4 separate regions of the Zea mays genome follow, and all the other regions are linked to region 1. A link is a contact called in public Hi-C data. All regions are on one chromosome and are shown on one strand. The core of a region is the stretch at or near the end of the contact, and the rest is flanking DNA. Distances in the headings are between cores, read along the strand shown. Region 1 holds the start of LOC100274104 (putative rnase H family protein). Region 2 holds the start of LOC103653247 (dehydration-responsive element-binding protein 2C). Region 3 holds the start of LOC103653246 (thiaminase1). Region 4 holds the start of LOC100273447 (grx_S12-glutaredoxin subgroup I).

Evidence for each region. Hi-C and Micro-C count contacts between places; a contact is called where the count stands out from the background.
Region 2: a Hi-C map of bundle sheath shows a contact between it and region 1, with 3 times the contacts expected there. The contact joins the promoter of LOC103653247 here to the promoter of LOC100274104 in region 1. A contact is called at or near these places in 4 of 25 Hi-C or Micro-C datasets (bundle sheath, leaf and tassel).
Region 3: a Hi-C map of leaf shows a contact between it and region 1, with 7 times the contacts expected there. The contact joins the promoter of LOC103653246 here to the promoter of LOC100274104 in region 1. A contact is called at or near these places in 4 of 25 Hi-C or Micro-C datasets (ear, endosperm, leaf and 1 more) and 1 of 3 datasets of contacts at active chromatin or transcription factors (leaf).
Region 4: a Hi-C map of ear shows a contact between it and region 1, with 2.8 times the contacts expected there. The contact joins the promoter of LOC100273447 here to the promoter of LOC100274104 in region 1. A contact is called at or near these places in 6 of 25 Hi-C or Micro-C datasets (bundle sheath, ear, endosperm and 2 more).

Annotation. Positions count from the first base shown.
Region 1 is chr4:51,386,861-51,393,894 of Zm-B73-REFERENCE-NAM-5.0, forward strand. It overlaps LOC100274104 (putative rnase H family protein), which reads right to left and starts at 1,306. Exons shown (of 9, transcript NM_001360534.1): 1 at 914-1,306; 2 at 673-831; 3 at 457-504; 4 at 300-362; 5 at 50-142. The coding sequence starts at 1,219.
Region 2 is chr4:51,077,113-51,084,760 of Zm-B73-REFERENCE-NAM-5.0, forward strand. It overlaps LOC103653247 (dehydration-responsive element-binding protein 2C), which reads left to right and starts at 5,769. Exons shown (of 1, transcript XM_008680197.4): 1 at 5,769-7,448. The coding sequence starts at 6,055. The coding sequence ends at 7,113.
Region 3 is chr4:50,995,392-51,002,614 of Zm-B73-REFERENCE-NAM-5.0, forward strand. LOC103653246 (thiaminase1) reads right to left here and starts at 5,359. Exons shown (of 6, transcript NM_001381951.1): 1 at 4,910-5,359; 2 at 4,682-4,790; 3 at 1,788-2,075; 4 at 1,273-1,684; 5 at 888-1,157; 6 at 1-741. The coding sequence starts at 5,265. The coding sequence ends at 317.
Region 4 is chr4:50,880,191-50,887,746 of Zm-B73-REFERENCE-NAM-5.0, forward strand. LOC100273447 (grx_S12-glutaredoxin subgroup I) reads left to right here and starts at 4,408. Exons shown (of 5, transcript NM_001147884.1): 1 at 4,408-4,757; 2 at 4,874-4,947; 3 at 6,148-6,222. The coding sequence starts at 4,474.

The DNA of each region.
Region 1 (7,034 bases), core at 56-2,555:
ACTCGGTATAAATAGAACACATCAGTTTAGTTACCAGTTGGCTACATACCACGGAACCATCTACCTGCCTTATTATTGCTCCAGCACCGGCTTTCCCTGGATTTCCTTTAGAGGCACCATCAAATTCAAGAATACAAGAGAGCTGCAAAAAAGGTCAAAACTGCTGATGAGCGCAGCTTCATGTATCATCACAGCACAGATAAATTAAAAATATACATGCTAGTAACAAACCAAACCATAACTACAGGAACAAGCCAAATAACAATACAGAGAGTGGGCATTGCATTATTTATACTCACATGACTATCAGGTAATGGTACCTGCTCATCAACTTTGGGATGCTTCTTTGATGGTCCGATTTCCTTGAGAAAATGATTTTTAGTGCGAGTTAATGAGATATATAAAGGTCACTTTTGAATGGAAATGAACCACAGTGACAAAGAAAACGCTACTCACAATCTCCTGTGATCTTTTCAGAGTAGACGATGCAGCTCCATCAGGTTGCTGAAACCATAAGTTGCACAATGAGCACACCATGAGATGTTAATGTTACGGCAAAAGTCAGGTAGTATAAAACTGAATTTCATGTCCAGAAATCACCAGCAACCTTATCGAACTCTAAATTACCTGAAGCAGCTGGAACTTACGAGCAGAGAGCATTGTTCGTGTTACCTGGAAAGGGCAGGGAACTAGATCGTCGAACAATTCATCTCGTGCATCTGTTGCATCAATGGCGTAGAGAGCGTTCCTTAACCCGCGCGCGGCGAGGTATTCCTCGGTGTCTTTACGCAGCGAGTAGCCTTTGAAGACGGTGACAGAAGGGTCGCGAACCTAGCAGCAGTAGCAGTAGGGGCATGGTCAGCCACAGCAAGAAAGCAAAGGAAGGAAAGTCACGGAACTCGAAGGCACATACCGAATTGCTGACTTGAGCTTGGCATTCGCTGAGGGTTTTGTAGATGCCGATGACGTCCCCCTTGCGGACGACGTAGAAGGGTTCACCGACTGAAGACGAGTCCATTGACGTCTTTGCGGCGGATCTCTTGGTGGAGCGCAGTGAGGAGGAGGAGGAGAAGCGCGTGCGCGGCTGTGGGAGTGGGAGTGGCGACGGCGGCGGCGGTACGGAAGGCCTGACAGCCCAGAAGAACGGGTAGTGCCTCCTCCACGCCGCTCTGGAAATCAGCAACCCACAGTGGAAAGAAGAGTAACTGCGAATCACCATTAGAGAGGCGGAGGAGAAGGGCAGAAGTCTGGCCAGGCTGGGACCGGAGGTGGGGCTTACCAACCGCCGCCGCGCAGGAGCAGGCAGGTGCTCCCTTCCCTTCCCAGTAGAGACGGGCAGACGGCGATATCGACGAAGATAGAATGGACCGGGCAGACTATTGGGATGGATTCTCTTCGAAGCCCACTAAGTGATGGGCCTTTTCTGTAAGAGAATGAATATCTAAAGCAAAGCCCATAAAATGAGACAATATTGGGTCAATGCTGATGTCGTGGCGTCTGGAGCTTACCAAAGCCCATGAAAGCTTTGACTTGGAGCTTTCCTGTTCATTTCCTTCTTGCCTTTCTTGGTCGCTCCTCAGTCTTCTGGACTGCACGGTACTTCTCGCGACGATTGATTTCGTCGTGGTCGTCGCTTTATGGCTACCTGCCTAGCTTGGTTGCTCCTCTCTCTTCTTATCAGGCTAGGTAAGTTCTCGTGCGTTACAACCAAATCGTATAATAACACGATAACTTATGTACATGTGTGTTATATGTATATGCTCGTCCGTTGCTACGGAGTTAATATTATAAAACAAAAATTTTTTGTATATTAATGTATTTTATCATAACAACACACGAGCATATACCTAGTTAGATTCTTATGTGGTGAGGTCACAACTATTTAATTCCATTATGCTCTATAGGTTGCATGTACACGAGATAGTTCACGGGCAACTACTGATAAAGTGGTTCCTAAAGAGCTTCGAGCTATATGACAGTAACATACTGATGAAGTGGTTTCTAATACAAGAGCATACTGATGAAGTGGTTCCTAATACAAGGACTGAAGAAGTGGTGAATGGAGGGCTGTGGGTGTCTCATCACAGATTGCTACGACAGAAGCTGGTAGTACTATTTCAGCAGGAGCAACATCGTCTCCATGCATTGTTAGATGTTTAGTTAAAAATCACCCCGAAGAAGAAAGTGTAATCTGGCCACTTAAATTGTAATATGTGAAGTGCAGTGTGTACCGGTATGTGAACTTGTTTGAAACTATAATTTGTGAAATGAACTACTGTTCTCTAGTGAAAATAGTCTAGAATTCATTCAGTGATCTCAAGCACTGCTTTCTAGTGAAAATACTCCTCTATTTCCCTTGTAATCTATGAACTGCAGTTATTTCAGATTTCGGTAAAATAGTCACTTAAATCTGCAGTTATTTCGTATTTCTATGAAAATAGTCACTTGAATCTGCAGTTATTTCAGATTTCTATGAAACTGAACAATATTTATTTCTAAGAAACTATACAATAGTTCAAGACAAACTCAACAATATTTCCTGAGAAACAGAAAAATAGTTCATGAGAGATTGAACAATAGTTCCTAAGAAACTGAAGAATAGGTCGTGAGAAACTATACAATAGTTCACGAGAAAATAGTCTCTAGTTCCTAAGAAACTTAAAAATAGTTCAGTTGAAACTGAACAAAAGTTCCCGAGATACTGAAGAATAGTTTCCGAGAAACTATAAATAGCCTCAGTAGTACTGAGAAAATAGCCTCAACAGTTATTTCAGATTTCATATAAACACAAGTACACGGACTTAGCCATTTAGAGCCACAATGTACACAGATTGCTAGTACCTCATTCACAAAAAACAGTTTTTTCTTAAACATATGCATTTTAGCCACAACAGGCACAAGTACATAGATTTAGCTCGGTAGTACAAGTGCAATGCATTACCTCATCACTACTACACTTAATACAAAGGAACTACAGTGTGTACGCAGTACCACACAGTTCAATAAATACAAAAGGAACTGCATTACCAAACAGTTCACTGAATACAAAAGTAACTGCATTACCAAACACACAGTACAACACTTAATACAACCAACCAAAAGTAATACAAACAGACAGCATCCACGACGCAGCCTGCCTTGTGCGCAGCAACGACGACAAGCTACACAGCCACGACGACCTTCTTCTCAGCGACCATAGCCGCGTTGCCAACTTCCTCCGCAGCAAAATTGTTACTAAGATTGTGTTTGCCAAGAGTGAATGCTGATATTACTCAAGTATTATTGCATTTTACAAAAATGTTACTAAAAATGTACCTCCAAATTGTCGTACTTCACCTGACGACCAGGTCCAGGGGTCTTGTCAAGATCACATATACTCTTCATGATTTTGGAAGTAAAAAACTTCCAGCGGGGTGTGCCAACCAGTCGAGTGACTGGGCATTCAACATTGTCCTAATAATAAATCTAAAACAAATAAGAAATTATTGAATCTTAAAAGTTTGTAACTGGTTGTTATTACTGGATATTTATAGTGATATACATCTACACACAATGTAATTACTGAATCATGTGCATCTAAAAAACTAAAACATAAAAGCTGAATTACTAAACCTCTGTGAAAAAATAATTGAAGGGTTATTACCATAAAAAAGAATACATCCTTGGATGTGGGGTGTTGCAACATGCCTTGCTCTCTCCAACATGAACTTCTCAGACTTTGCAACAATATCATCACAGAGTCTCTGACACCAGTCATAATTCTTTACTTCCTCTAAACTTTCAGTTACAATATAGTCCTTGCTAGAAATGAACAAACTGGTTGTTGGGAACAACAAAGAATTACAAGCCAAGATCAAAAAACATCTGATGATCCAGTCTTCTTCATATTGGTCATGAAGACTGACCATCCTTTCAACAACCCACCGGGAGACCTCATTAGATGAAAGCTTCTTATATGCAGCCAAACACTTGTTGCGAATCAATCTGTTGAAAAGGAAAGTAGTGTAATAGTGTTATTAAATAACTGCATAAAAACACACACCAAGGTGTAGAAGAAAGGAAATAGCAGTAAGTTCATGCTGGAAGAGAAGTGTAATTGATTTTTTAAAATACATAATGCATACATACCTTGTTGGTTGTAGTGTATCACCAGTTTTTTAGCATCACCAGTTTAGAATCCTTAGGGGTCATCTACAGCTGTAGAGAAGGTAGCAGTAATAATATATTGTATAGAACTCAGACCAAGGAGGTTTAATATAGAAAAGATGACGTACCTCTTTGTGTTTAGTAGCTGTAAGTTCAGATGAGAAGCCAGCAGTGTTCCACTCTGCTAACTGCTTCGATTGTTTCTGTAGTCTTATCTGAGCAAGTGTTTGGAACCTATGGCTAAACTGGCGAACATAAATATAAATCCTTTTGAATAAACAAAAGAAAGTTGATGTTGAGATTTTCGTTGAGAATTTGAGCAAGTTTGCAGTTCTTTTTTTTATCAGAATGGGAGATGTGAAAATAGTTTACCATGGAGTAAGCAGAGTATATGTAGTCTGACGCTCCAAAGTTGATGCCATCAAACACGAAGGCCAGGGAATTAATGGTCTGCGTGCCGGCGACAAACTGAACCAAGATAAAAGTTGTCTAATTCAGTGTCTGAATCTTGCAAAATGCTTGCATATGGAGCGGCGTTGTTTCGATGGCCAGGCCAGGCCACGTCCTTACTGGGATGCCTCTGTGAATGACTTGGATCATGGGCACGTCGCTTGTGAAAATGCCAGCCCCAAACCTCATAGCAAGTCCTAGCACGACAGTGAGACCCATGCCCAAGACAATGCTCAGCTGCAAGGCGAACATGACCATTAGCATGGCATGGCACCTGGTTGCTGTTGGAGGAAAAGGGTTGATAAGGATCTGATACACACTGTTGTCCTATATTGTAAGTTTAGCTGCAACACACAAGATGTCGCGGCAACGACCTTCTTGCTATCGTTCTTGGCGAACGCGCTTGCAAGCACCGCCTGCAGTCAGTCAACGACACCAGGATTTAGTTCGTGTTATTTTAGGACCTGCCACAATAGCATCCTAGGCATTAGACAAATCAGCAGTGGTAAAAAAATTCATGGTTAGAAATACAGTTAGACAAAGGTAGCAGCAGTAAAAAAATGCTGCTACCTCTAATTTATGTCGTTATAATATAACCTCACCAATCTAACCTTTCTATATCTTTGGATTGAAGGGTGAGAACAATAGTAAAGCTTCCATACCTCATGTAAATGCTCTCTGACTTAAACCGCCCTCTCTCTCGGATAAATAAGTGGTAAATTGTTCCCTTTTTGGTGGAACAGCTACAAGGACGATTTGTAAATTTTGGAGTCCTTTCCTCCTTTAAATGGATCTTGGTAGCAATATGTATACAAAGACGACAAGATGAATGAACCGCTGCCATGTCAATAAGAGCTTTGAAAGAATCGGATGGACCATCATACTTCCACCTAAGATGCAAACAAAAGAATGAGATGTGTTTATTGTAAGTACAAAACCATGACGAATGCACATGCTTGATGCTACAATAAGCCTTTGTCAGTACAGCTAGGATCAAACCCACATGTTACTCAGGAAATTTTATTCACCATTAGTTTAGTACAGATATTCATGATCAAACTTCAGATGTTTTCAACAGAACTATCAATGTTCAAAGAAACGGTGAACACAGACCTATCTTTTTTGGAGTGGTAAACAAAATGACTTCAGAGTAAAACATACATATGTGACAACAAATTTATTGTGCAGTGCTATCAAGGTCCATGAACTTTGAAAAGGCATACTGGACCTCGATGACACATTTAACAGGTTCATTTGTTAGCTGGATTTTTGTTTTCCATTATTGATTATCATTGCATTTTGTACCATCAACTATGAAGTATGGTTGTTGTAGCTTGCTATATAACTAATTCATAAATGGACATAAGAGTGGGGTAAGAGTTTGTTGTATAAGGATTATCCAATAAAATAATTAATCACCAAAACAGATAAATGGACACAAGAGTGGGGTAAGCGCTTCCTGAGAGATAAAAAAGAACAAATAATCGAATCAGAGACTGCATCAATTCAGTGAAAACAAAAACATTTCCTTCTCTCGCAACCAGACAAGCGAGAAGATGTATGTTATCGGAGCCCTTGGACGAGAACGGAAGGTATTCCTTACAGCTGCTACGTGGTATGACCAATTCTAATCAGTATTAAGAAGGGGCCGCAGGGTAATATTTACACCAAAAGTCATCTTCACACTTCAGAACTCTATCGGTTGTCGATCACGTTCTCCAGCTCCTGCACACAATCAGAAATTCAGAATCATTGCCAAAACAGATAAAGACAACTATTATGTACCTAGATGAACAATTAACGAGTAGTTTAGTTCAAATTATATGAAAACTGGATAATGAAACCAAACAAATGGTGAGATTGGCAAACCTACATTTAACACAGAGCAACCAAGGACAATGGAACAAAGTGTCACGACTGTCAAAAGAATCTACTGGGGCAGCATTTGTTGAAGAGAACACTTTGTACAGTTCAACCAGCAGGCAATCACCCCTAGAAAACCAGAAGTTGTTGGCTGGCGAATGCCATTTTCTCTTCTTTGTAATGACCTCAAGAACTCCTCTGAGCTTAGATTACCATCACAGTTAGCATCAAATACATGGAAAATTATGTCCACTACTTAGTCAGTCAAGTCCACTCCACAAACCTATAAAGCAAACAATATGAAATTAATAAGAAAACAGATATAATATTTGTGAATAACTCGAGCATGTAAGCTATAAAAAATCGGCTAGCTAGCAGCCTAGGGCAGAACTGTACATACACCTGAATCCCCAAGTGCCATTATTCTCCACACTCCTGCTATATATTTTTTGCCGTCATTTGTCGCAAGTCTTCACGCATCAGGATCAGTAGCAGCTCATGACAGCGGATCTGAACTGCCACTGCAGCTCCACCTGCACATGCCTCCCTCCCAAATCTGTAGCAAGTCTGTCGGG
Region 2 (7,648 bases), core at 4,519-7,018, 310 kb before region 1:
TTTGGAAGCTTAGAGATGTTGCACTTGAAGTGTAGTAGGTTGTAGTAGTTCTTGTGTCTTCAATGTGTAGGTTGGGAGTATTTATAGCCACCAACAACCAAAAGAGTCATTGGAGTAAAAGCTGAAAAACTGCTCTGACTGCGGGTGCACCGGACCGCCTAAAGTGTCGGTCCGGTGCACCACCAAATCATCTGACAACTATTATAGCAAGGAACTCGTTCTGACCTGTCAAGCGCACCGGACTGTGAATAGTGATGATTTGATGACCTCCGGTCCTTGACACGTCATTGTAGCCGTTGGAACCCAGACAACCATTCGAACAATGTACGGTCATGTGAGCCATCGGTGTGCCCTCGGTGTGCCAGCCTTTGAAGTTCATTTTTACACCCTCCCTGCATATTCAGTCCAGTGCTATAGTTGAGAAAAGGCCACGTGTCGGCCTCCCTGCACGGACAGTCCGGTGCCTAGCCAGTAGGCTAAATCTTTCTTCTTTGATCAAATCTTCTTAAAATTTTTTTGACTGGCCTTGAGGATGTTCCTATCATCCTATGACTTATACAAACGTGTCTAGAGACTTTCTGTTGGTCACTTGTTCTCAAGTACTGTGAATCAAGAACAAGAAAGCACAATTGTTAGAGATTAGGGACCTTCGTCCATTGAAACACTATCTCCTTTCAGATATAATGGTTCTCGGATGAATGTCTTGAAGGACACACCTTCATCATTCGTGAGACTAACAATTCATGCACATATAATAAACATTATCCATTCATAAATAAATTCAAACATTCATTTCGTCATAAACATATGAACAAGATTCCTGTTACATTGATACCTTCGGCTTGCTCGAAGGTGTTGTCACGAGAGAGCGATTATAATCAAGTGTGAACAGTATGGTGACACTGTTCACCTATTTATAGGCACGAGACGCAGCCCGGGTAAAAATACATTTATGACCTTAATACTTGCTCATAATCGTAGCCTAAATCACTAGGGATTAGCTAGTCTTTTTCTCTTCAACTTAGCATTATACTTGATCTTCGTCACCGCTTTACACCAAAGCTATTTCTCTTTGACCATAACTTCGTCATTCATTGTTGTCGTTCTCGAGTTATACCTTCGTCTTGAAGACCTTCGACAGAGAAGAGAGCTTCCATCATGAATCGAAGCTCCTGTAATAATCAATATTATGCTAAAACCAAATGGTTAGTCGTGTTTTTGAGGACCCTCAGAAGAGAAAGGCCCCCAACACTTTCCAACTAGTCTAAGTCATGGATCTTAGATTCTTTATGATCTCCAACTTAAATTCCTATTTTAGCTCAAACTAGCTCCAAAAGTGAGTATCATTGAAACTGAGCTATCCAACCTTTGTTTATGAGTCAAATATATTCCTAGGGGTGTTTACAACTTATCCAAATTATATAACTAGGCAAAGTTCTTCTATTCCAAGGTTTACCTCTTTTTGGTTGATTTTGAGCTATTTCCGACTTAGAATTTGGTTTGTTAAACTTATGAACATGTGAATCAGGGACTAGACAAAATAGTTAGTCCATAAGGTTGTGATTGTCACCAAGCACCAAAATCAATTTGATAAAATGGTTAAGGCCATTTCCTTTCAGTCACAATAACATGGTTGTTATGAACCACCAAAAGTTACAACTTACCTTGGGACCTATATATATACTTACAATTTCTAGCACTTGATTTTCAAACTACACAACGAACTTTAAGATTTATAGCTTTGATTAGACAACCTTGTGCTAACAAACAAAAACATGTGTTATGAAGGCTCTAACACCATGATTTTTATTGCACTATTTTCACTGAAATGATACCTAAGTTACTACACCTCATGTGTAAGGGAACTATACTTTAACATAAATTAGTTATAACTAACGTATAAAGGAAAATCATATGTTGGGGTTATTATACACTTGACATTGGCCTTACCATATATATAGTTGTACCACCATAAAGCACAAATCATAACATCAACCTAATATCTCAAAATTGTAATTTTGCTCTTTAGAGTACTTAGATAAATCTTTACTTTTCTTTTGATCAAAGATGTCAATAAGATAATTGAATACTAGGAACGAACAATATATAGAACACATATATGGTGGAGTCATTACCAAGGGTAGTGACAAAAACACTTATATACATGTCACATCATGTATATTATTACTAGCAAATATTAGGGATGTAATATGGTTCGGAAAATATCCGTCTGGATCCGGATTCGAAGATGGGGAACACTGGTTCGGATGGAATTTTCGGATATCCTGACTTTTTTCCAGATAACGGATACACATACGGATATTCTGTTCGGATATCGAATTCGAATACAATATGTCTGATATCCGTCAGATATCAAATATCCGATATTTTCTCGGATAAATCTTCTCGGATATCCGGATATCTTATCCAGGTAGCTATGTGCATTTTGTTTATTTTTTGTAGAAAGAAATTAATAATACACAAATAACCTTAGAAATTCATGAAATTTTATGGAGGCATAACATATGTCCACATATAATCCTTCAAAATATTTGGACAATAAAATCCACAACATGCTAGTGTTTCTTTCATTTCACTTGTTGCTTGAATTACACGTGAAATCACTCTAAGTATCTAAGTTTCAACATAATTAATACTTCACTATATCATTTTTCATGTGGAGGCTTAAGGTTATATTCTTATAGAATGCTTTTAGTATTGGTAACTTATTTGCATTTTGACGATTTTATGCAAAATAAATTAATAATACACACATAGCCCAAAAATTTATGAATTTTTAAAAAAAACGCGACATATGTACACATATAATGCTAAAAAAAGTTTGGATTCAAGAAGTGGGTACATGTTTACAACCATGATATGTGTGGAATGTTGTCTTACACGATATCTAACAAAAAATTCGTTACCGACAATATCCGTGTCCGACTAGTTCTGTATTCGACACCCAGCTATCCGTATTTGTATCTGAGAACATTCATATTCGTATCCAAAGCTATCTATATTCGAATTCGAATAAAAATATAAAAATAAATATGGTTTTAGTGATATCTATCCGTATTCGATCTGATTACATCCGTGCAAATATATCTATGCTTTAAAATGGGAGAAAACATTGCATGCATCCCGTTGAGCGAGGGTCACAAAGTTTGATGGATTCAAAAAAAATGAATACATAGGACTTGAATTAACACCTTCTAGGATCTTGGTATATGATGTATACCCTTTCAGGACATTGGATTAAGAGAACTTTCGTTGTCTTACATAGAAAACCTTCTGCCTTGACTAAATTTCATAAAGAAACACACATGCAGTCAAAATAGAGGGTGTGTCCCATAACACGTTAAGGCTTTGTTCGGTTATTTCAATTACATATGGATTGGTGTGTATTGGGATGGATTGAGATAAATTTTAACTTGCTATGGATTTAAACCGACTCAATACCACCCAATCCACATGGATTAACGGCGAAACGAACAAGCTCTAAAGTGGAAATTCTATAATCCATGCATCAAACATGACTCCTCCATAGGATGTACATAGCCCACCTACTATAGTAATATGTATATCCACATCTACGATCAACAATATTAAAAACGATGGAAGTTGCTTCTAGAAGCCTCTTCATATATGTGAAGTCTCTTTGCATTGACCACCATTTGTAACCGAGATCTGAGTCACATGATGTCGTAGACATGTATAGCAGTAATGGCATATGCATCGCGATCCAGCTAGAGGCTATGTTGCGCTAGATCACATCACTATGATCCATTTGGTGTAGCTTATTTATGAAAAGTTAGTTCAAGGAGAAGGTGGTTGTTTGGTGACTCTGTTTTTCCTAAAGGGGATTTGTCTGACCTGAGTGCACAATGACCTATATGCCCTCTAAATTTTATAACAACTAGTTATGATTATGACTTTTAAAATATAGAGTGTATTTTTATCATACTATTTAATTGATACTTTCATTATCATAGTACTATATATGTTAAATAATTATTTACACATAAGTACATCCCTGGAATTACATTACACACTTACAAAGTAGTGAAGGAAAGCAAAATAATAGCAGATAGTTCCAGTGCATCCAAACTAGCCAAAGCACATATATATGGTTAATCCTATTGAATGGATATTCTTGTTGAATAACCACACAATTGATTATTCCATAAGTGACCCATCAATTGTGTGGCGTCCGTTATTCTCTTACGATTGCATGAGACAAGGAATGACTTCTAATTAAGGATCTGCTTTATTCTCTAGTCCCTCAACCTCAAGGGAAGAGGTGACTAAAAAGAACTAAACCATGTTAATTCGATCCGTTATTTATTTTTGTCGCCGCACAAAAAGGATAATGGTGGGACAATAGTAAAGAGTATTTTGGTTTTTTTATAAGTCGTTTAATGAGTTCTGAATATTTTTAGTACTGGATCCAAACTGGATAATATTAAAGGAAAATTGGAAGATTTCGGCGTCCAAACTAAATTTCAGTGGCCCAACTAAAGCAACCAAATTAATTTGACTATTTTCGGCGGTCGGTGACAAGTCATGCGAAATTAAAGGTGTTTTCGGTGACTCTAAAATCCTGCAAAACATCTCATTTTTTGCGGCCTAACTGGAGCCACAGAAAAAATACCTTATCTTCCGCGGGGAAAGGGCCACGAAAATAAGCAGAGAGAGCGTCTATTGTCTACGACTTCTGGCAGCCAAAATTTATTTGATTTCTTTTGTATATAGGGGCTAAACTTTAGTTTTAGACTAAACAAACCCAACAGACTTATTGTTATTTGCGTCAGCTCGGACCAGCTAGTCACGCTGTATACACGTGCCGATTCATAGGTACGGTACGGGCAAGAGTATATGGTAACAGGTGTGCGTTGAGAGTGGCGACACGCATTCGATCCAGCTGGTATCGTGTCAAACTGGCAACAGGCTACTGCTAGAGCAGATTTGAGCGCGGTTAGGGGCAGGCTACCGCGCGCACGCATGCATGGAATCGGACGATCATGGATATCGACGCACCCGACGAACGCCTCTAGATGCGCGCTTGACAAAAGAACAACGCAACACGCCAACACCTATTTTTGATCGCAACAGAGCAGAGGCAGGGGACGAAGACACACGTACGCATGGCAGGCCATACGGATCGGAAGCCAAATGGGATACTGGATAGAGACGAGAGGCTAGGCGATGTCCATGGCCTTTGCACATATGCGTGGGCAGATCACGTGCAATGCATGTCTACACCCGCAAAAAATAAACTAGTGTACATATTATATAATATAAAAAAACAATAAAGAGGGAGAAGCCGAGGGCAAAGCCGTCAGTCAGTAGTTGCGTGCGTGCGTGCGGAGACCAGAGTCAGCGGGATGATGCAGGCAGGCTCGCCGCTCGCAGACCATGCATCCATCCAGATACAGATACAGATCCATATCCAAATCCCAGCGTCCAGCTGCCAAGCCATGGCTGTGGCTCGCGCATCGACGTAAGCAGGAGCAGGCGGAGGCAGTCTACTATAGAGAAGTATAGATGGAGGATGTGGCTGCACCTGCGTCTACGACTACACGTCTTCGTTCATGGCCTGGGCGGGCTGCATCTGCATCAGCGTGACCTCACCTGGCCGGATCGCCTCGGCCGCCACGTGTCCCTTGGTCTGCGACTCGTGGAGCCCACCAGAACGTCCATGTGTCCCGCCCCGTCGGCCCCCACCTCTTCGTGTCACCCGCCTCCCTTACTTGGCGCGCCGCGCTACCCGCGTGGCCCCACTCCGAGACCCCGCCTGGTGCCGCCACCCTACACGGAGGCGCCATGCAGTGCCATGCGCCGGCTTCTCTGCCCGCCCCGCCTGCCTTCAGTAGTTCAGTGCGGATACTGAAAAGTGCTGCCTGGCCTGCAGTGCTGCATCTGCATGCCATGCCAACTGTCTATATATAGCAGGCCACGGAGCTTCACACGGCAGGCACACACCAGGCAAGGATTGCATTGTTAGCATCCATCGCCGGTCGCCATATCGATCTGTGGACGAAGCTACTCCAGATGGATCGGTTGGCGCCGCCTGTCGCCGTGGAGGTGCCGGTGGTGCATCGACAGCAACAGCAGCAGTTCGTCCATCACTCACAGGTCCACCAGCAGCAACGTACGCACCAGCAGCAGCAGCACCAGAACGGCGGCGGCAGCAAGCCCGGCGGCCGCAAGTGCTGCCCGCTGCGCCGGTCGCGCAAGGGGTGCATGAAGGGCAAGGGCGGGCCGGACAACCAGCAGTGCCCTTTCCGGGGCGTCCGCCAGCGCACCTGGGGCAAGTGGGTGGCCGAGATCCGCGAGCCCAACCGCGGCGCACGTCTCTGGCTCGGCACATTCGGCAGCGCGCTCGAGGCCGCGCGCGCCTACGACGCCGCCGCCAGGGCGCTCTACGGAGACTGTGCGCGCCTCAACCTGCAGCTACCTCCTCCCTCGGCGGCTGCAGGAGGAGGACCGGCAATCGTGGCGTCTCCGTCCCCTGACACCGTGGCTGGCCCTGCTGCTGCTGCTGCTGGCGGGCACAGCCGCCACCACCAGTACCTGCAGCAGCAGCAGCCCTCCATGGCGGCGCCTATGATGATGGTGCACTCATCCTGCTGCTCCGCCGACGCGTCGTCGTCCAACTCCGACTCCAACTCCAACTCCAGCTCGTCGCCGGTGACCATGGCGGCCGCGGCAACCTCGCCCACGTACACCCACCACCAGACGACGTTCCAAATGCCGCCGCCGCCGCCGTCTTCGTGCGGCGTGATGATGGCTGCCGTCCAGGGCTGCCACGTCGACGACACCACCACCACCACGATGGCGATGCAGCGCCATCAGCAGATGTTGCGCGAGCTGGCGGCGGCTCCTCTGCATCAGGAGGCAGATGACTTCGAGGACTTCATGACGCGGCTGCCCAAGGCTGAGGACTTCGGCCTGCAGGGCTTCCAGGAGGTGCCTCCCGAGGTGTTCGACGAAGCCGCCGGCATCTGGGACCACACGGCCGCCTGGTCGTCCCCCACCATGATGATCGACTCCGCCGGCGCCCAGCGCCAGCAGGTCGTCGATTCGTCGTCCCTCTTCAACTCTCGTTGATCGATGACGCCGTGCGCCCTGCACCAGCTACTTCGTTGCTAGCTGCATCGAGAGCTGCCAGTGTACGTGGCGAAGCGAGTCGATGCGCGGGCCCACTGGTTCGTGAGTTACTTACACATCAAGTCTCAAGACGTACCAGATGGTGGTTACTCGTGGGTTTTATATTTGGATAATGTTTCATATTTGTAAAATATATATACTATAGTAGTGGTGTCTTAAACATATATACTTTGATAGCTATATAGTCTTTTGGGTTTGCTATCTGCATGAGCGGCTAGCTACCTCTTGTACAGTACTACCATATATAGATATATCAATTTCGTTTTTCCTGATTATTTATTGTTTTCATTTAATTTGGACCTGCTTCAGGTTTTGTAATAAAATATATACTCTTGTCCTAAAATATACTCATACAGTCTTTAGGTTTGTAATATACTTGTGGTATATGGGCGGCTAGCTAGATTTGTATATTATACGTGCTACGTAGTACCCTTTTCGTTTCAAATCCGGAAAATTCTAAGAAGTAGTACTCTTT
Region 3 (7,223 bases), core at 4,109-6,608, 390 kb before region 1:
TGGGATATATACCACTATGTTTATACTGTTGTTGTTGGTGCAGTATAATGCCAGCAACCACCCAGAAATTAGCCCCGAATGGAACAAGGACAGACGAATCAATGAAACATTGATCACAATTCAAGGGTACAAACTCAACCCATTCCACACCACAAACTGGTATCGGTATTCATTCATACATACTGGTAGCCAGAATTGACATGTGGCTTTCATAAAATGACCACATTGAGGATTCACGTATCATGTGCATCAGCATCGGCCGGCAATTTTGCTTCTCAAGCGGAAAAAAAATGGAAGAAAAGAAGCAGCACATCCATCAGCTGAAATCACTTCCCAGTACGAAGGCGTGTATTTCTGACCAGCTAGAAACCGTATAGAGGACTCCAGACCGTGCCTTGAATACGGATGCATCTTCCTCCGCCAGTTGCCTCTGCTTCTCTACTAGACCAGGGAACAATGGGACAAAAGAAACACCAAACTGTTTGCCCACCCTACGCAAACTTGTGGTTGACCCAATGACTATACCAATATCAGCCTCCAATAAGCAGAGCAAATCTCCAACCGAGTCTCCAATATAAACAGATAGGAATGGCACTGTACTGTCCACGTCACTTCTGATGCTCTTGAACTTTTCAACTTTGTCTAGCGGAGACTGCATCTTTCTGTCGATCTCACCAGTTGAAACAGAATCCTCAAAGGCAAACTCATTTGAATGTATGTTCAAACCATCTAGACAACCGGCTGCATGAAGGCATGTCAATGCAAAGGAAAGAAACTGCCAGTTAACTGTCTATTCAAAACAAATTTGATATGTTGATTGTTAGATTGTAGGAACAACACAAGCTTAATCATGGTGGTGTCATTGTCATCAGAGAGACAAAGAATACCTGATGAGAAGGCTGATCTTATAAGTTCTGCACACCAGCAATAGGAAAGAATATGGACATCCAAATTGAGGTTCTCCCTTGTTTTTACAATCTTCTGAAAGAAATTTTTACAGCCACCTTGAAGAATAAGACGCTCACCAGCTTTCCTGATGTCTTCCAAATTCATTCCCCTCAGCACACCAGAGTCGACAACCCTAGAATTTGCAAGCTTCTCAAACTCAGCTAGCACCTCCAGGCCTTTATACAGTTTATCATAATCTAGTGACTTCGCTGTAACAAAACAAAAAACACAGACTATCATTAAATCATTCAAGCATGGCTTATCTACTATTTCCGAATCACAAACCAATAGAAACAAATGAAACAGAGGCCATGATGCACATACATTCTTCTGGAGGAAGTAGTCTTTCCATGCATTTCTCATACTCTTCCATGTATTGCTTAGAGAGCATGTTCCACGAACTTCTCAGGTCTCCCGATTTTGCACGGTCGAGGTTATTATCAATCCCACTTTGATTTGCCTTTTGGAATGACAAAATTGCAATCTCCGCCAAAATGGCAGATGAATCAACAATAGTGCACGTCAAATCAAAATCAGAAAAGATCAAGAGTTTATATTTTGGATCACAGTATCTTGAAAGTGGAGCTACAACAGGTTGGTCTATAAGCTGAGAAGAAAAGAACTCCACTTCCAGTTTCATAGCTTGCTGGTAGAGCTTGCCAATAATCTCAAGTTCCTCACCAGTTAATGAGACACTTAGTTTGTCTAGCAATTCTTCTATTTGGAGTGTGGTGTCCTGTGAGAGATGATTCAGCACATGAACCAATTGCATTGAAGCATGAGCCAGTACTACAGTAAAATGCAGTAGCACTCATATTAGAAAGATGATAATTCTATACCTCAAAATCACTGGATGCATATGTGTTAATCCATTTCTTGTATGGATGATTTTCATCTTGTTTAAGGAAAACCATGAGTTCTTTGCCTAGATATGCATAAAGCCTCATGCATGGAGTCATGGCCCCAACAGTGTATGCAGCAATTTTAGTCTTCTCAAATGGAGTAACCATTTTGTCAGAACCTTTTGTGCCATCAACTTTTCCAGCCGCAGTTGCAAGTAGGAAATCAGTATATTTGGTTGTAGCTGCACTTGGAGGTATCTCTTTGGTAGGATCAACTCCCCACTCCTGCAAATTGAATAGACAGGATACCCGATTGAATATCCAAAAAAAGCTAAGCAGAAGATTAGTTAGCAGTTATTGAATCAGAGGAAAGATGTTCAGTTTTAAGGACAATATATATCTCTAGCAACTTATACAATAAGTCAGCTGTTAAGCATTTTGGTTGTAGATGCAGGACCTTAAAATGTACCTTAATTAATTGAATACAACATAGTAACATACTTCCATATAAAAATGCATGATCAGGATATATTAGAAGTGTGCGCTCAAGTTCTCTCTGTTTAAGGATAAAATCATGAGCAAAATGATTCTTCCGTCTGTCTTTTTTTCCTTCCCAAAGTGTCCTCATGCCCTTACCTGTCCCATATGTGACCTGAACTTTTTTTACCTTATTCCTCCGGATTTTCTCCCTGCTTTCCTTTTAATTTTCCTGTGACCATGTTCCACCTGATTTTTCTCCCTCCAAGTGTTCCTCTTTTTACCTTTTTCTTCTTTCCAATTTTTCTTTCACCTCCATACTTCTATTCTTTGTACTTATTTCCACATCACACATGCCTTCCACCTTGTATTTTCATGTGTTCCACCTCTGTACTCCTATTTTTTTACCGTTTTTCCCATAATGTGTGCCTCCAACACATGTTTTTTCATGTGCGTTCTGGCATAGTTGTTTTTTCTAAAAAACATATTGGAAGGAGAATTTTTAAGCCTTTCAACCTTTGACCCTTTCCCTAGGAAAGAAGGATTCTGCCACTAAGTTATTGTTGCAGTTTTAATTATATGAACAAAACTTGTCATATTGGAACCAAGTTGAATTGATCGTCACAACAACAACAAAGCCTTTTACGCTTAGTCCCATGCAAGTTGGGGTAGGCTAAAGTTCATACCCAACAGAAACCACAAGTCAAGGTTCAGACACATGGATAACTGTATTCCATGCACTCTTATTCAAGGCTAACTGATTAAACCACAAATGGAAATCAAGAGCAGTTTATTGTCCAATCTAGCCTAAATAAACACTAAGCCAAAACAGAACGAAGAAGACAACCTATTTAGTGACATAAAAACAAAAAGAGTGTCAAACGCTTACAACCGTTCGACAGGATCCAATGGACCAACCTCTCTTCATGCCCATACAATTTAGAGTAGTGTGTCTAAGCACGATGCGGAGTCTGATTTCAAAGGAAATTGGGATACGAACCGTTTTCATGATATGCCATTCTCCCACGCACCCGTATGAGTTAGAACAGAGTGTTTAGGCATGGTGAGGAATCCAATCACAAAACAAATTGGAATGCATGACGTGATCAATGATAAATCTCTAAATCTATTGTACCCATATAGGTTAGAGCAGCACACATCTAGGAACAGTACATAGTTCGATTCCCAAAAGAATTGAAAAGCATGACCTGATTTCAGGTAAGCACACAACAACCTCAATTAACTGTTGCGACAAACAAGTATGTTTGCCAGTATGGTTTAAGGACTCCAGGGACATAAAAAAACCTATTATGCAGTGAAATAACTGAAAACTGAAATACCCTTAGCAATAACAACATGCAACAGTTAGCAAGATTTTGATTTCAACAGTGTTAAATGCTAATCGATATATATTAGGTGGTAAATATGTTAGGCCTACAAGGAATCAGAGGATGAAAGGCAAAGGTACTGGAAAGAAGTGAAGACTAAAAAAGGAAAACAATATGTGATAATAATTCATTTGAGGAGGAATACATCAACTTCTCACTCCAACAAATCAAATGGTCAAGGAAATGAACAAGTCCTAAGTAAGAAAATCATTTAATCATAAGTCATACCACCAGACATGACAGACAATATTGAACTGATAAGGCTATCTTATACATACACACTAAACTTAATTACATTTTTTTCTAAAAAAACTATGTTGGCTTTTAAGCATTTTGAGTATAGATGCTGGATTTCAAAGTGCAATACCGTAAAATAGGTGCACAGTTAGCATAGTGGCAGTGTTTTTAAGGCGTTGCCTAGGCGACGCCTAAGCGTCCAGGCGCTCATAGAATTCTAGGCACCTTGCCCGCCTAGGCGTTAAGGCGGTGGTCCAGCTCCTCACCTCGCCTTACCTCTTTAAGAACACTGCATAGTGGACTGCTCAGGTCTGGCTTAATTAATCTAAGATAGTAGCAAGCAGCAAGGTTGCATATGCAGAGCATAATCAGGAATAGTTAAGATACACAATCAAGATATGTGTTAGTGTCACAGCTGCAAGAGGAATATGGGTGATGTGGGGCAGTTGATTTATCTTTATTGAAAATAGAACATATTAGGATGTGTTTGGTTGCACGACAGCCAGAATAGGGACGTCCCTAGCGTCCTCTATCGTCCCTCCAATTTTGAGAGATAACTGGGGATAACACTGAGATAGTCATGTCTCAACCCTTAATCCTGAACCAAACAATCTTATTCAAGGATCGTCTCATCTCATCCCGTCCTGTCATTGCAACCAATCGCATCCTTAGTTTGAGTAGTTTCCTAAACCATCATGTTATATTAGGATGCTAAGCTCAGCGGTGAAGCTTCGCCTAATCCATTCACTGGGGATTCTAGGGGAAACATATAGGTGGGGAGGAAAGGACCTTCAGAACGGAGGAGTGGAGGTTGAGCTCTTGGAGGATGGCCTTCCTGAGGGCGGCTATGGTGGCCATGTCGTCGTCATCATCAGCGCAGTCCTCGGCCATTTCGTACCTGATTGATTGCGCCACGGAAGGAAAGGAAGAATCAGATCAGATCCAGTCCAGTCATGGGGGTGGTTAGGTGAATCAAAACAAACAGGGCGGAATCAGGAAGGAGGGAATTGGACTTACGCGCGAGCGAAGGCGTGAAGGAAGTGCGCGTCCTGCGCGATGTAGTGGCGAAACACGTTGAGCCGCAGATTGCCGGCGGCGAGGGAGAGGAGGAAGGGCGTGTATGCGGCGAAGGCGGCCTCGCGCGTGGAGGCAGCGATCCAGAAGCGGCGAGCCGCGGAGCCCTCGGCAACGACCGCGGCCGAATCGGGAGAAGGAGATGACGCCATGGCCCTTCTACTTTCGCCTGTCGACGACCAACAGGAGGAGGAGCTAGAGGTCGAGGGTGAGGAGGAGGGGGAGGTGGAGGAGAAGGAGGAGACGAGAAGAGGGCGTGGCAGTGGGAGGCGGAGGCGGAGACGGCGGAGAACAAGCATATACGTATGTATGGGTGCAGAGAAAGTGGAGGAGCCTCGCCGCCGGCCGGCCAGTACTCCCGCACTCAGTGCTACTACAAGACGACGAAGACGGGGACTCCAAGCGGGCAGAAAGTGGCCGGCAATAGATATATCTGAAAAAAATATAAAAGCTTCATGTGCGCTTGACATACCAAAAATCATAAAAAATATTAAATATATATATTTATTATTTATTTCTTGTACTAAAGAGTAAATAACAAAAAATATATTATATATTTTTTTGATAGTTTACTTATAAGAGCATTGTATACAAAATTTGACTGTACAACTATTATTCTTCTAATTATAAACCTAATATATATTTCTTCCTCATATAAAGGGGTGTTTGGTTAGATGGACTAAAGATTAGTCTCTAGTTTTTAGTCTCATTTAGTCTCTTTTTTGTCAAACACTAGAACTAAAATATGGACTAAAATGATTTAGTCTTTAGTCTTTCATATAGGTGCTAAAATAGTCTAAAAGTCCACAATTATCCTGTTGCCCTTACATTTTCTCTGTAGTATTCGGTTGTGACTTGTGAGAGCATGTTTATATAAACATCTAATGTTGTGAGTGTATTCCAAGGCCATTTAAGTCTTTGGACAGTGTATTTAATGACTTTAGAATCTGTTTAGTCTCTAAAATCAAACAAGTAGGGACTAAAGTTTAATGATAGGACTAAAGTTTTGTCCTATGACTAATTGAAACCAAACAAGGCCTAAATACATAACAATAATAATAAATAAATTGTTGAATTTTCCTTCGAAGGAAACATTGTTACGTAGGGGGACGGACCATTTACATACATGGTTAATTGATCAGTAGGGAATCAAAACTAAATAGAGATAAAGACAAGGAGATAGCCTAGCTAGTGTAGTAGTGTATATCGACGTAGGGAATATTTGTTTGAGACTACAATGTGTTCCGATTATATAATTCAACAATTTTTGAATTAATACTTAGTTTAAAAATTGTTAAATTATATAATCCAGACAGATTATAATCTCGAACAAACACCCCTGAAAGGATCACGATGCCCAATAGAAAGGTGAATCGGACTTTTCTAAAATTCCAACAAACAATAACTCAATAAGTCCTAAGCATGAGCCCAACTTCACCAAAATAATAGCAATCAGTAAAAGCTACAAGACAGATAACAACCCTAAGTCATTATTACAAATACTAACTAAGCAAATACACAAAGTAAAATGCTCAAAATAAATGTGGAAAGTAAAGTAGGGACAAGAAGACTCCTCCAATTTTTCTCGAGGTATCGAAGAGTCGGCACTCTTGCCTAGTCGTCGTTGGAGCACCCGCGCAAGGGTATCGCTCCCCCTTGGTCCTCGCAAGAAGCAAGTGCTCACTATAAGATGATCATTTACCTCTCCGGCGCGGTGGATCCCTCATGACCGCGTATGATCTCCGAGCCGGGTCACGAACAAATCCTTCGGGATAATCACCGAGCCATTTAGGTGATGCCGATCACCAAGAGTAACAATCCATAGACTTTCACTTGACTAAGAGAAGCCTGATGCATGTGGTGTGTGCTCTAGGTGGCTCTCATGCGCACTAATGAGGTCCTAACATGGGTTATGATCTTGCTAATCAACTCAATATGCTTTGTGCACTTGCAATGCTCTAGCAATGAATACAAGTGTATTGGGGTATCAAGACACTTATTATGGCTGATGGAGGGGTATAATACACCCACCAACCAAAACTAGTCGTTACTATATGCTACTGCGCATGGGTGCACCGAACACCCGGTACGCCACCGGTGCGCATCCAACGGCTAGTTCTGATAGCTAGCCGTTGCTCTGATAGTGCACCGGATAGTGAACAGTGTGCATCGGACAGTCCGGTGACTGGCTAAAATTTGAGCCAGCGAACAACGTGCTCTCGGGTTTCTTAGGGGGCAGAGGGCTGCTCCCGAGCAC
Region 4 (7,556 bases), core at 3,158-5,657, 500 kb before region 1:
TGAACCTTTGTGCACCTGTAGAACATGTATTATAGAGCAAACTAGTTAGTCCATAAATTTGTTTTGGGCATTCAACCATCAAAATTAATTGTGGGAAAAGGTTAACCCTATTTCCCTTTCAACAACACACTTGGTTTATAAAAGTTAGTGAAGTAAAAGCCAAGTTGTTGTGAATAGATAGAGAACTCTTCACTTGATTGTTCCTTTGAGATATGTATTCAACTTTTCGAACAATAGTGCAAGTGAATGTGTGAGAACTCTATGGAAGAAAACAATCACAATAGAAAGATGCACAAGTGACACGGTGATTTTATCCCGTGGTTCGGCCAATGCCTACTCCATGTTATGGTGACCTTTTTTGGTCAAGGATTTCAATCAATCCCTTTCAAGTGATCAAAAGATCAAACTTAAGTACCACAATTTTCTTCCTTTTCTTAAGTATTCCCTTCGTGAGGAATCTCCACAATTTGGAGTCTCTCACCCTTACAAAATTGATCACAATTAAACCACTAGAGTAAGGAAGGGAATAGAACCACACACACGAGACAACTTCTAGCGACTTACGCACACAAAACGAGAGAGTAGAGCACAAAGACAACACATCGGAGTTATAGCTCAAAACAAGTGCCTAGATCTCAATCTACTAAAGCAAAGGCGTGAATTCGATGTCTCGGCGTTGTTGGATGTTCAATGACTGTTTGCTATACTGCTCCATGCGCCTAGAGGTCCCTTTTATAGCCCCAAGGCAGCTAGGAGCCGTTAGAGCTCCAATTGGAAGGCCATGGTTGCCTTCTGTCCGTGGGCGCACCGTACAGTCCGGTGCACCACCGGACAGTGAACAATGCGTGATTTCCTTCCTTTTCTGGCAAAGCCGACCGTTGCCAGCTACTGGTCTCATGGCACACCGAACAGTCCGGTGAAACCTTCTAACCATTGGCTGGGCCACGCGTCACCCGCTGATCACGCGGTCGACTGTTGGCTAGGCGCACATCTGGCACATCAGACAGTCTAGTGAATTATAGCCGCGACGCCCTCAGCATTTTCCCGAGAGCGGCCTGTTCGCCGGAGCGCCAGCCTGGGCACCGGACAGTCTGGTGCAAGTCTTGCTCGCCTTTGCCAAATTTCTCCAATTTGATTTCTCTCACTTTGAGAGGGTTCCTAGCACTTAGTAGAATAATGTTAGTACCAAAAACAATTTATTAAGGCTAGAATCATACCTTGCTTTTCCATTTCCATCTCTTTAACTCTTTGCTCATATTTAGACAAAACAATATGTGTTGATCATCTAATCACCAAAATATTATAGAAATGGCCCAATGGCACATTTCCCTTTCAATCTCGCCCTTTTTGGTGATTCATGTCAACACAACAAAAGCAACTCAAAATGCAACAACATTTTCAAATGTGAGCTAAAGAGTGCAACTTGATATCAAATTGAAGACAAATTAATCTCACATAGGATTTGGCATATTTGGATCAGTTTTGCCACCACTTGGTTTGTTTTTGCAAAACAAATTCATTTCCTATCTCTATGTCAAAAACACTTGTTTTGGCCAATCAAAAGATCTTTCAAGACTAGTTTTGATCAAACACCATAAACTCCCCATTTTCCCCATAATCAAATTTCTCCCCCATAAGAGAGCGGTTTTTGCAATAGAGTATTCTTACACTAAAACTTTTGAAAAATTCACAAGTGGTAGTTGATCCAGTTGCTTTGGCCTTAATTTCTCCCCCTTTGGCATTAAACACCAAAACATGAGAACTATTTGGCCCTTTAAACCCCATTGCCTCACAAAAACTTGCAAGTTAAAACCAAAGGCAACGAGAAAAACAAAGTTAGGGACTTGGAACAAGATACATTGATACTAGAATGTAGTGGAAGCCTATTCTTTGTCCAAGCCCACATGTTCCCTTTCAACCATCTTTGAGACTATATCCAAATCACTCAAGCAAACACATTAGTCTCAAAGGGTCAAGTTGTAGTATATCCTCCCCCTAATCATGTGCAACATGTGAGGTCCAGGGATGACTTGTACAACTTGAGCACCAAGGTAAGTAAAGACAGAAATGCTTAATAGAACATGATCAAAGGCATAAAGCACATGTATGATATAGATCAATCCAAGTTCCGCGAATCTAAGACATTTAGCTCACTACGCAACCTGCAAAACCTTTTCTCATCTAAAGGCTTGGTGAAGATATTGTCTAGCTAGTTCTATAGGTGTACATTCGGGCCGCCCGCCCGGCCTGGCCCAAGCCCGAAAAGGCCCGTATTGTTTGGATTTCGGGCCATGCCGGGCCGGCCCACGGCCCGTCACGTAATTGCTTCAACGTGCCGGGCTCATTTCGGGCGGCCCGAAATTATAAAAACCTGAAATACAATTTTGGCCCGAAATTCACATTAGGGCCCGAAATTCAATTTTTGGCCCAAAATTCAGTTTTTGGTCCGAAATTCACATCAGGGCCCGGAATTCACATCAAAGCCCTAAATTCAACACAAATTTAATAAAGCAAATAAAAGATAAGATAAATAAATTTGACCAAAAGCAAACTTAATATTTGTATTAAGTTACCAGAGCTATGCAATGACTACCTCGTTTATAAATCATTTTGTCAGAAGACAAAAGAGTATAATCAGCTCTATACAAAGTTCGTAAGTTCAGTTCATTATCTAATGTTCATAACAAAAGTAAAATTACATCACATACTCTAATTCAAAGTTACAAAAAACATCTAACTAGCATTATCTCTAGCTTTGTGTTCTTTATAAAGTACATGAAAGTGTGGAATGAAGTGTGGTTTTAATAAATATATGGGTCTTTTCGTGTCTTTATATGGGCCATTTCGTGCCTGCCTTAAACGGGTCGTGCTCGTGCCCGCCCATGGGCCGCGACCTCGGCCCAAACCCGGCCCGATATATCGGGCCGTGCCAGCCCGACACTAAAATATTTCAGTCTGTGCCGTGCCTGGGCCGTGCTTTTTTCTGTGCTTCGGGCCGGCCCATCAGGCCCGACCCAAATGTACACCTATAGTTGGTGGGCAAATCTCGGTGGGAAGAAAAATGGGCCGGCTAGATACATGGGATGGGCGAGCGGGAATTTTTTTAACCAAAACATCCCCTATTTGTAGCTATAGATTGGGAAAGTTTAAGGGCTATGAAAAAATTAAAGAAGGTTTATGAGACCTATTGGAGGCTTTATGCCCGTTTAACAGGGCTCTCGGGACGACTTCTCCTCTGGCTTTTAGTGAAGCCGTGCCAAACAATCTTAAAAATGGCTTCTCGTCGAGAGCCATCAAGGAGCCAGAGCCGTTTTGCTATTAGGAGCCGAAGCACCAGAAAGGCTTCTACCGGCTTCTTCTGTCCTGCACACAATAATGTTTAACGAAATTATAGCCCCTGCCACCGTCTTACCGTGAGAAATTGCTTTGCCAAATGAATTCAAAAACGGATCTGGCTCCTCTAGAGAAACCAAGAAGCCAGAGTCGGAGCCGTGCCAAAGGGGCCCTAAATTTTTTCTTCTCCCCTATAATGTTAAGTTAGGGGAAATTTAAGGGAGCTTTTGGAGATGCTCCCCAAAAGTCTCTCCCTAAATTAAGTTTTTCTAAGAAAAAACAAAAAAAACTTGACTCCAACAGTCCCCTAAAGTGTCCTAACTTTTTCATAGCACTTAAAACTCTCTCATTTGTAGCTAGAAAAAGAGAGTTTGGGCTCCCCAGAAACACAACCGCGCGCAGAATTGAGTTGATTTTCCTTTTTACCGCTTTCGCGTGTTTGTTTGATGTCTATCCGCCCCTGTGGCCGCGCAACCTCGTAGTTTGCCGTTGCGCGCGCAACCTCGTCGCCTGCCACTGCTCGCTGCATCCTTGTCGTTCACACAACCTCACCGTTCGCGCGCGGCAGCGTGCCCTCGCTATTCAGCATCTACCGTCACGCGATTCGCTATTGGATCCCTGTCGCCGGTTTAGCCTTTGCTATCGCTCATGCCCGCCATTACTCCTCCCTCGCTGGACCACGTACCACCAGCGACCTTTGATGGCAGCCCATATTTGGTCGATGGGGAGACGTCAAAGCTGCGAAAGAAGAAAACACACCCATGAAACCTATCAACATGAGTCAAGGCTGACTTGGCTTAATTTAAAATATTTTTGATCCATTTTTAAAGGAACTGTTGGAGAAATGGTTAAATTCTATTCTCAATATTTTTCGAGATGCTCCTTAAAACTGATTTTTAGAAGTTATAGAGATGCTCTTACTTTATGCAAACTCGAGTCAGTTTTTTTGGGGTCAGGTTTATAGTGCATGTGTCTGACCCAAAACAGTGCCATGGGCTGGCTAGAGGTCTAGAGCTGGATGGATGCTGTTGGACTTCTAAGCCCAGCCCACGAAGGAAATCCATCCAGAGACGAATCCCATCGTGTTGTGGCCGGAGAGACGAGAGGACTCCAGAGAGATTCCGACACCGCTGGGCTCAGATGCCGCCGCCGCCGCCGCCGCCGCAGCAGCAGCAGCAGCAGTCCGGCATGACTCTCTGCCGCCTCCCCACGGCCACTCTTGGCCTTCCCCTTTCTCTCCCCTGTTTGCTACCTCGTTCCCGCCCCCGCCTGTGCTTCGCCGCACGTCATGCCAGGGCCGTCGCCGCCAGGGCTTCCTCATCCTCTCCATCACCGGACTCTTCATTCGGTTCGCGGATGGAGGAGTCCGTCAAGAAGACGGTGGCCGACAACCCCGTTGTCATCTACTCCAAGTCATGGTGCTCGTAAGATTAATAGCCCCAACTGAGCTAAAACTAGGCAACTAGCATTGATTCATTAGCTTTGATTCGCCATCACCTCATCTAATTGACTGATTCCATGGCATGCTCAACGTCGGTAGATATTGCATGGAGGTGAAGGCGCTCTTCAAGCGGATCGGTGTGCAGCCCCATGTTATCGAGCTTGACCATCTCGGTTCGTCCTCTTTCCAGCTTCATTCATGTCCTTCCTTCCAGGGCAAGGAACTGAACTGAGTAGCTCTGTTTGATTCATATTCATTTAAAGGGCTATCATATATGAAATCATGTATCATGACCATTGATTGTGCAACCGGACTATACCCCATGTCCGTGGGCAATCAGGTGGCAATGTTACTGAATTGTTTTGAACTTCGAGATGGAGATGTTTTCTGCTGTTCAAACTCTAGGGTTTCTTTAGCTGCACGCCTGGACAATTTGGGTTAACTGGTTGAGGCTGTTATAAATGTTTGATCCTGTGCTCTTGCACACCCAACACCATCAAGAACTGACACTATTGCCAAATCACTATATCAGGTATAAGGTTAAAATTTGCCTAGCCTGAACCTGTAAAAGCATAACATTGCTCCATCAGAATTGAGCATCGATATCTTGTGGCTTGTGACTTTCCTTTTCCTACCATGGACACTATCAACAACCATGTATTGACACCGCTAGTCATGTTCAGTTGGTCAAGTGTGCTATGGCCATCACCAGTTTTTGCCCTGTTTGAAATGAATATGCGGTAGTTGTGCACTGTGCTTCATGGAACGTGTATGAATCTCATACACAGTTTTTGTTTCAGGCTCCTTTCCTCTCATTCTCCACTTTGCCAACCAGTTATAATAACCCACATGTTCATAGTTGCATTTGATTTTCTTCTTTGTCACCATCAGCTACAAATCCAATAATATGCAAAAGCACTACCAGTTGAACCGTACCTTGAACTATTGCATATACTTGTTTTACTCGTACCAGACATAAGACCGTGTTCAGCAGTTTACCTATATGGTTACCTAAAATACTGTTTTGTACTGTAGACTGTACTGTTCGCAGAGTGGAGTTTGAATACGGGGATGTGAATGGGTAAGCTGCTGGAGATAGTTTAATGCATTTGGCATGCTCATAGGCACAAGGGTTTTCTGCATACTTTTTTATTCCTATCTGTTTTGAGTGTGCTAGTGAAGTTGGCCATGCCAGCTTATCTAAATGTACCTTTGCTATGCTTGTGTTTTTACTAAGTCGCATGATCTGAAGGGTTGTGATTTTTTGGTAGTTATTTCCTACTGAAAATGAGAAACAAATAGTAATGCAGTGATTATTATATATCAATTTTCATGTTGATGCTCTTATGCAACTGACGGCTAATCCCTTTCAGGTGCTCAAGGACCACAAATACAGAAGGTATTAGAGAGGCTGACTGGACAGTCTACTGTTCCTAATGTTTTCATCGGTATGCCAACTTTCCCTTTCTCACCGTCATTTTTACTGTATAACCTATCATTTTCCTTTTCTTCATGACTAAGTAGCAAAGTCACCCAATGATTTTTCATATCAATTAGGGATTTTTGCGGGTGGTGCCACTAAGTGCCAATACCAATACATGTGTCCCATTTGTAGTTTGTTACTGCATGGAAATTAATCCACACATGCATCTGATAGGATGTGGAATCCTATCGTGGCATAGTTATTAAGGCGCCGCTTAAGCGCCACTAAAGTGAAGCAACGCTTAAGCGGTAAGGCGACCGTGAGAAGGAAGACGTCATGTCACCTTGTCGCAAGAGTAAGGTTAGGGGAAGAGGCGGCGGTGACACGCGAGGAAGAGCAGCGGCATTGGTGTGGGTCGCGTGATGACGTAGGGTGGCTGTGGTGAGGGAGAAGCTGTAGGGAGGCAACGCTACGACGAAGGAGAACTGGCGACTATGGAACTGGAATGGTGTGGTTAACCCTAAAATTTTGGTGTTGGGCTAGGCTGGGGTAATTGGTAATGGGCTTCTTTCTTTTCCCTTTTTCTTTTTCCTATTTTTCTCTTCTACTAGGCTATAATGGGCCTACTAGGAGGCCTTGCAGTTGTGCTAGCGTGCTTATTACCTTCTATTTAGTGATATGTAACTAATATTTGGTCTAATTTTTACATTTATCTATATAATTAAGGTGTCACCTCGCCTTACGCTTGACTGCCTAAAAGGTAAAAAGGGGTCGATCGCCTTATGTCGCCTTACCGCTTTAATAACTATGATAGGAGATCGATGGCCAGGGCGCGTACCCCTGATGGCGCACATGAGTCGTGGTCGCGCACAGAGTGTAGGCGAGCGAGAAATAGACGTGGAAGATGGTCCTTGAGGCCAAACAAGATAATTGTTTTGCTTGATTAAATCGATACATCTCTCCTTATATAGAGGTTTATTTGACTTCTAAGCAAGCTATCCTTTTTTATGAAAACCTCCTAATCATGAATGAATCATGATCCTATTTTATGAAAACAATGTAAAATATCTAAGGACGGAAATCCTTTAGTATTTCATTCCTAATTGTCCATGTGGCGATCCTGACATGTATAGGTGACTATAATCATAACATCTCCCCCACCTCTTCGAACATCTCGTCCTCAAGCTTGATGTCGAGGTAGAGGCCCTTGAACTGTTCAAGTGGCTACCAAGTGGTGTCGTGCGCTAGGCAGGCCATGCCACTGAACAAGGACATGTTTGGAGCAACACACATTCTATCTCGGGCAGTAGTCGACCATCCTGTATGGGTGGCATGGGTAACAGAGTTGTCAAGAGGGGT